2 separate regions of the Mus musculus genome follow, and region 2 is linked to region 1. The links are chromatin contacts, called in public Hi-C maps. All regions are on one chromosome and are shown on one strand. The core of a region is the stretch at or near the end of the contact, and the rest is flanking DNA. Distances in the headings are between cores, read along the strand shown. Region 1 overlaps Plcb1 (phospholipase C, beta 1). Region 2 has its middle 28 kb from the start of 9630028H03Rik.

Evidence for each region. A called contact is a pair of places that touch in the nucleus more often than the background predicts.
Region 2: a contact with region 1 is called in a Hi-C map of the N1E-115 cell line, with 3 times the contacts expected there. The contact joins two enhancer-like sites. A contact is called at or near these places in 2 of 484 Hi-C or Micro-C datasets (the N1E-115 cell line and embryonic stem cells), 2 of 115 datasets of contacts at active chromatin or transcription factors (embryonic stem cells and fibro-adipogenic progenitors) and 1 of 9 other capture datasets (embryonic stem cells).

Annotation. Positions count from the first base shown.
Region 1 is chr2:135,438,474-135,441,451 of GRCm38.p6, reverse strand. All of the region lies in intron 31 of Plcb1 (phospholipase C, beta 1), which reads right to left. Among named protein-coding and RNA genes, the nearest start is that of Gm31993, 100 kb to the left of the region's middle. Within about 2 kb of position 1,526, at least 73 of the 459 cell types and tissues checked have an H3K27ac peak or open chromatin away from gene starts, as enhancers often do. A contact at or near this core is called in the N1E-115 cell line, where this site is marked.
Region 2 is chr2:135,609,326-135,612,303 of GRCm38.p6, reverse strand. No RefSeq gene overlaps it. Among named protein-coding and RNA genes, the nearest start is that of 9630028H03Rik, 28 kb to the right of the region's middle. Within about 2 kb of position 1,548, at least 1 of the 459 cell types and tissues checked has an H3K27ac peak or open chromatin away from gene starts, as enhancers often do. A contact at or near this core is called in the N1E-115 cell line, where this site is marked.

The DNA.
Region 1 (2,978 bases), core at 277-2,776:
AAAGTTGTAAACAAAGAATGTTTTCCAATTCTTAAAATGTAGCATAGGGCTACCTACTACATGCAGTTCAGAGTTAGAACTGGGTGTGGTGGGGCAGGCCTATCACCTGACCTCAGGAGGTAAGGGTGGAGAATGAGAGAGGAGGAAGGAAGGTCACTCTCAATTCCATTGAGAAGTTGAAGTCAGTCTGAGCTACATGTGGGCAGGAGACTGCCACCAAAACAAAACCAAAGAAGCAGAAAAATAGAACTAGTGAATTTTGAAAAGTCACTAGTCCATGTGGCAGATTCTACACTTGCCAGGAATGTGATGCATTGCATTATTTTGCTGGGACCTTGGACATGGAGGTGGTGGTCGTTTGGGGTAGGGTCTATGGCAGCTAAGTCAACTTGACCTTGGAGACTTCCACCTCCAGCTGGTGTCAAGGGAGAACAAAAAATTAGGATGGAAATGCTGGCCTCTTTTTCTTATTTCTACCTCCTTACCAACAACATTGTTCAAAATACAGTCTCAACCCCATTTCTCTGGTAAGGCATCTTAGAACAGGGGTCGGGGGTGAGTGGGAGAGAACCTGTCAACATCTTAACTCCATTTTGTGATATTTGAGCCACTTCTCCATCCATATGCTCACAAACATTAAAGGGAGATTCCTGTATCAATTCTCCATTAGGTCACATCCCTTTTCCTTCAGGTGTTTTTCGCTACCTCCAACAAACTCTAAATGCACTGAGCACACATCATTTCAAATTTTCCCTATCCCTGTTATGTTATTTAAACTTTTCCTACATATCAATTAGTTGGAAATAATAAGTCTTTAGGCTATCCATTAATTGCTGCGCTGTAGACATGATCTGTATTTAAAATTATGCGAGGAAAATTAAGGTGAAGCACGAAGGAGGCTTGTCTAATGGAGAAGGCTTCCTAGCCCTTCAGAGCAGCAAAATGGGAGATACTGGGGCTGAGGTGGGGCTCCCCTCCTGGTTTCCTCTCATCTACTAGTGTGAGATCTGAAAACAGCCTGCCCCAGCTGTAGGCTCCTCTTCTTGCCTTTCAGTTTTTCATTTTGAATACTTACTGTATTTGGTCATGCTGCAGCAGAAGAAAATGATTGTCTGCCAAAGGCTCTTTTCTAGTGGAAATTTATTATAAATAGTTTAAAGGCAACGAGGCTTCATCATGAATTTCCCTCTTCTCCTCCCTCTCCCAAACACAACACATTTCTGGTCTGGAATCTTTCTGTAATCTTGGTTAAGTCTTGGGGAGGCTGGAAGGGGCTGAGCCATGGTAGAGCAGGGAGAGAAAAGAGATGTTACCAAGAGCCACCTCACCCACCAGTACTTTTATTTCAGTAAATGCTGCAGCTTTACTGGAAGATTCCTCGAGGGGAAAAAGTCAGGGAGCCCCTGCAGCTGGCACAGGGCCACTGGAGCTGTGACCATTTTATAAGAGTCTTTGCCTTTCTAATCACCAAGACTCCTGCTGTGCTGAGAAAAGTCCCACCCACTAGATCTATCTGATCTGGTCCCGCACCAGTGAGTGCCAGTGAGGATTGCAGAATGAGGATTAGAAAACCTGGGAAGTGAAAGGGAGAATGGGAAGAGTGTTTGGAAGAGGACCTTTTCCACAACTCACCCTGTCCTGGAAAGTTCAAGTTCAAACGTGTTGATTTTGCATTTGCATGCTCATCCGTTCGTTCGTTCTTGTTTTCTTTTTCTCTCAGGCTTCTTGTTTTGGCCTCCCCATGATTAATCATTTTGACTGTGGATCCTGAAAAGCCTGGCATAGTGGAGTCATTTTTGCCCTCTAGTGGGGAAATAATGTATTGAACTATTTCTCATGCTTTGTACTCCTGGCCAATACATGTTTAGATTCAGTCAGAGAAACAGGCTTTATCTTTCCTCTTCCCTACACTGTTTTTGAAAATCCTTAATAGGCATATGTTTTCATAGTTTCTCAAGTTGGAGTTGCTCTTTGGGTCCTTCCTATCCCGTCTTATTGGAAACGAGGTCTCACTATGTTGGCCAGGCTGATCTTAAACTCTGGATTTGAGAGATCTTTCCTGGTTCAGCATCTCTAGCCTTAGAGTCCTGAGCTACTTCCTGGGGGAGATGTTATCAAGTGTCTACTCACCTCACACAGGACATTGACACACTAGAGGAATGATTCTACCAAAGTCCTGCTTGGTGAGCCAATGAGTTCATGGAGGTTACTCTTTAGGACTGTGCGCAAAGGCCTTTTTTTTTTTTTTTTTTTTTTTTTTTTTTTTTTTTTTACAAGAATGTGCACAGCTCACCTGCTGCACATCACTGAAAACCCCGCACCAGCACGGGTGTCAAGGAAGTGCACTATGGACTAGTCCTTTCAAAACAGTTCATCTACTGTGTACTTTAGCTCTCACCTAAGACCACACAGCTGGTGACAGCAGGAGTTAACAGGTAGAGTTGCAGGCAAGGGTCTTATGGGAGACCTCTACAGCTTTCTCTGCTAGAGAGTATCAACAACTCCACTACCATTACTACAGACATAGCCACCCTGCATTGTTTGGCTTACTTTGTTGCCCTGGCGAGGCTGTACATTCTATACTTCTACTCAATTATGGCTCTTGGTCATATCGGGCAGGGGGAAACCACTCACTAAATAGTGTTTAACCCAGGTTATGACATGTAGACCCACTTATTCTAACTGTAACAAATTAGTGTTGAATGGACTGTTGGATCCCCATCATTGCCTGAATGAAATGTGTGTGTGTGTGTGTATGTGTGTATGTGTGTGTGTGTGTGTGTGTGTGTGTGTGTGTATGTGGTATGTGTGTTTGTTATGTTTGTTTTGTGTGTGTATATGTGTGGTATGTGTGTTTGGTGTATGTGTTTGGTATATGTGTGGTGTATATGGTGTGGTGTGTGTGTGGTGTGGTATAGTATGAGTTCTTGAGAAGTTTTCAAATACATGTTTTTCCTATTATCCTTAGAGGGACTTAT
Region 2 (2,978 bases), core at 299-2,798, 170 kb before region 1:
TGCTAAGAAATCTTTGTCTCCTACTCTATCGCTTCCTTCTCTCTCTCTCTCTCTCTCTCTCTCTCTCTCTCTCTCTCTCTCTCTCTCTCTCTCTCTTCTTTCCATCACAAAACAAGCTTTGGCCAAAAATGAAAAACAAACTTTTAGCACTGATAAAAATCACGTAAAATCTAATCTCATAAAGAGATAGGAACCTACTACCTTATCTGTGTATAGATAGCCACAGGCCTATGGTTGTCTAGTGAATGTTTGGTAGTTGTACCATTTTTGTATCCACCTTTCTTCTCTGACTGTGAACCCATGGGATAATTCCCGAACACTACAGTCAAGAGCATACTAAATGCTATAGCATCTCTTAAGCAAACAAACTTTGTTAAACCTGCTCGCAAGACAGAATCTTAAAAATTAATGTTTGCATTCAGTGCATTCACTTTTCTAGTCAAGACATTTCACTAGGGGCATGCATGCATTTTGTTTAGAGAAAATGAAAACTTTTAATATAGTACTCAAAGAGTTGATGAAGTGTGGGAAGAAAATCTAATGCCAAAAGAATGTGACCTAAGGCTATTTCCACCTTGAGCAAGTGTGACTTTATCTAAAAAAATATGTAATGAAAGCATGCTATACAGCATCAATTACTACCTCAGGTTAAGTTAGGAATAATTACATAGCACTAGCAGCCTTTTGTTTTGTTTTGTTTTGTTTTGTTTTGTTTTGTTTTGTTTATCAAGCTCACATCTTATCTGTTGACTGCTGTCTCTGCCTCGGCTGTTGTCCAAGCCCATTGGTTCCTTCTTGTACACATGGACTGGCCAGGAATCCCATGGCAATTTGGCTCTGTAGCCTTTGGTTGCAGATACTCAGTATACCCACAGGACTTTCATCACACATTGTTTTCTAAGTAGGGGACTAAAATCATGTTAACGTTTCCACTCTCAGGCTTACTACAAATGCATCTCAGCCCTCCCCTGTTTTAAAAGACAGACCACATTAGAGGACCAACATGTCCAAGGTTTCAGAGTTGAAAATAACAATAGTTTTGAAAACAAATGATCTGACTCTAAAACCATTCTTATCCCCTGGACCTTATTGCATCACATGTTAGTACAACTCAACTCTGTGTTATGAAGGTCTCAGAGGCTGATTTAAAACAAGTAAAGCCAAACACAAAGTCAAGTTCATCCTGCAGTTTGTCCCTTTGTTTGGTGCATATCTCACATGTGGTCTGAGAGTTTGTGGTTTTCATTGATTCAGATTTCCAGTTACTGACCCCCTACTATGATAACCAGTATTCTGATTATCAGAAAATAGCTCTGTATCAAAACAATGTAATCCTAATGTTCGAGAACAACCATCGCTGCTGGCCCTAGGAGTGATATGGTCTCACCTGTGTGGGTCCTTGGAAAGTGGAGAAAGGGATTTCCCTTCCCCCTAGGTTGATGATACTTGCATGGCAGTGGAATGTTTGGGTATATGTAGTGCTCAGTGAAAATGTTCACCCAATGAATTAAATAAATGAAGGGATTGGTAGATGAATGAGTGGAGTATTGTTGAATATTTACTGGTGTTTATGTTTTTTTTCTATTTTTTAAATAAAAAGTTTTAGATGCTAGAAGTGGAAGAGAAAGATGAAAACATGGCCATCTATAAGCTCACTGAGGATAACTGAAACAATCGCAACATTCAGACTTACACAATTAGACAGGGCCTGGCTACACACCAAGAACTTTTCATCCTCATGCCTGGGTGATAAATTATACCATCATTTTCAGGGACCATTTGCCATAGAAAAGCAAATTAACCCAGTAATTTTTAAATTAGACTTCTGAGGCTTCACAGAGTCGCATAACAGTCTGGTTATAGTTCGGTCCTGAGGCCCTGGCTTCCTGAGTCATCTTAGATTGTACTCCAACTGCTGCTTGATTTGCAAAGAAGTTCTGTGAATTTTGCAGGCTTGAAGCCCCAATTGATGGAAGCTAGGGATAAGAGCAGGGCAGGCTTTAACTAGCTCTTAGTTTCCCCATCACTTTGTGTTCTACATGTCAGTGTTAGGGATCCTCAAACCACACTGGCTCTGAAAATTACATGCATTTTAAGACCTTGGGATGTTGGGGTTTATTGCCTGAGCTACATCCATTTTCACAGAAAAGACAGATGGCAAGTGCTGTCATGATTGAATGTTCTATAGCATTATTTGATGGCTATTTATTGAAAATATAGTGCTTGGATTACCACGAAATAGCTTTAAAATTATCATATGTATTTCAATAGAATGCCTTACGCTGCTTTTATGTGGTTCTCTCTCTCTCTCTCCCTCTCCCTCTCCCTGCCCCCTCTCTCCACAGTACCACTCTGAAGGTCTTGTTGGCATGGAACTCACTATATAGTCCAGACAGCCTCAAACTTACAGAAGCCTCTGCCTTCCCAGTACTGGGATTAAAGGCTTGCACCAACATGCCAGGCTCCTCCTCATATTCTTCACCTATTCAATACATACTTGAGATCCATTATTGATTCTTTCTTTTCTTTATTTAGTTATGTGGCTACTTTCTGCCTTGGTTTCTTCTCCTGTAATGCGAGATGATACTTAGCTCACAGGACTGCACTGAAAGAGAGTTGGGGAGTTTAATTAACTCACATGGAACTCTTGTATATGTCAGTGTTGAGGACTGAGCATAGGGTACTGTACCTGCATGGCAAGTACTCTAGTCTTGAGCGACACTGCCATCTCTCTCAGTTGTGCACTGAAACTCATACCTGATACCTGTTGATGAGCATCCTAGCATCTAGTTATTGAAAAACTGCTAAGGACCATTGAGTCTGCTAAGCCCTAAGCATACAAAGATGAAAAGCATTTTGCCTGCCTGTATGTCTGGGTATTAATTACATGTGTGCAGTGCCCAAAGAGATCAGAAGAGGGCATCCAATTTCCTGCCACTTGAGTTACAGACGGATGTGAGCTGTCACATGGGGTGCTG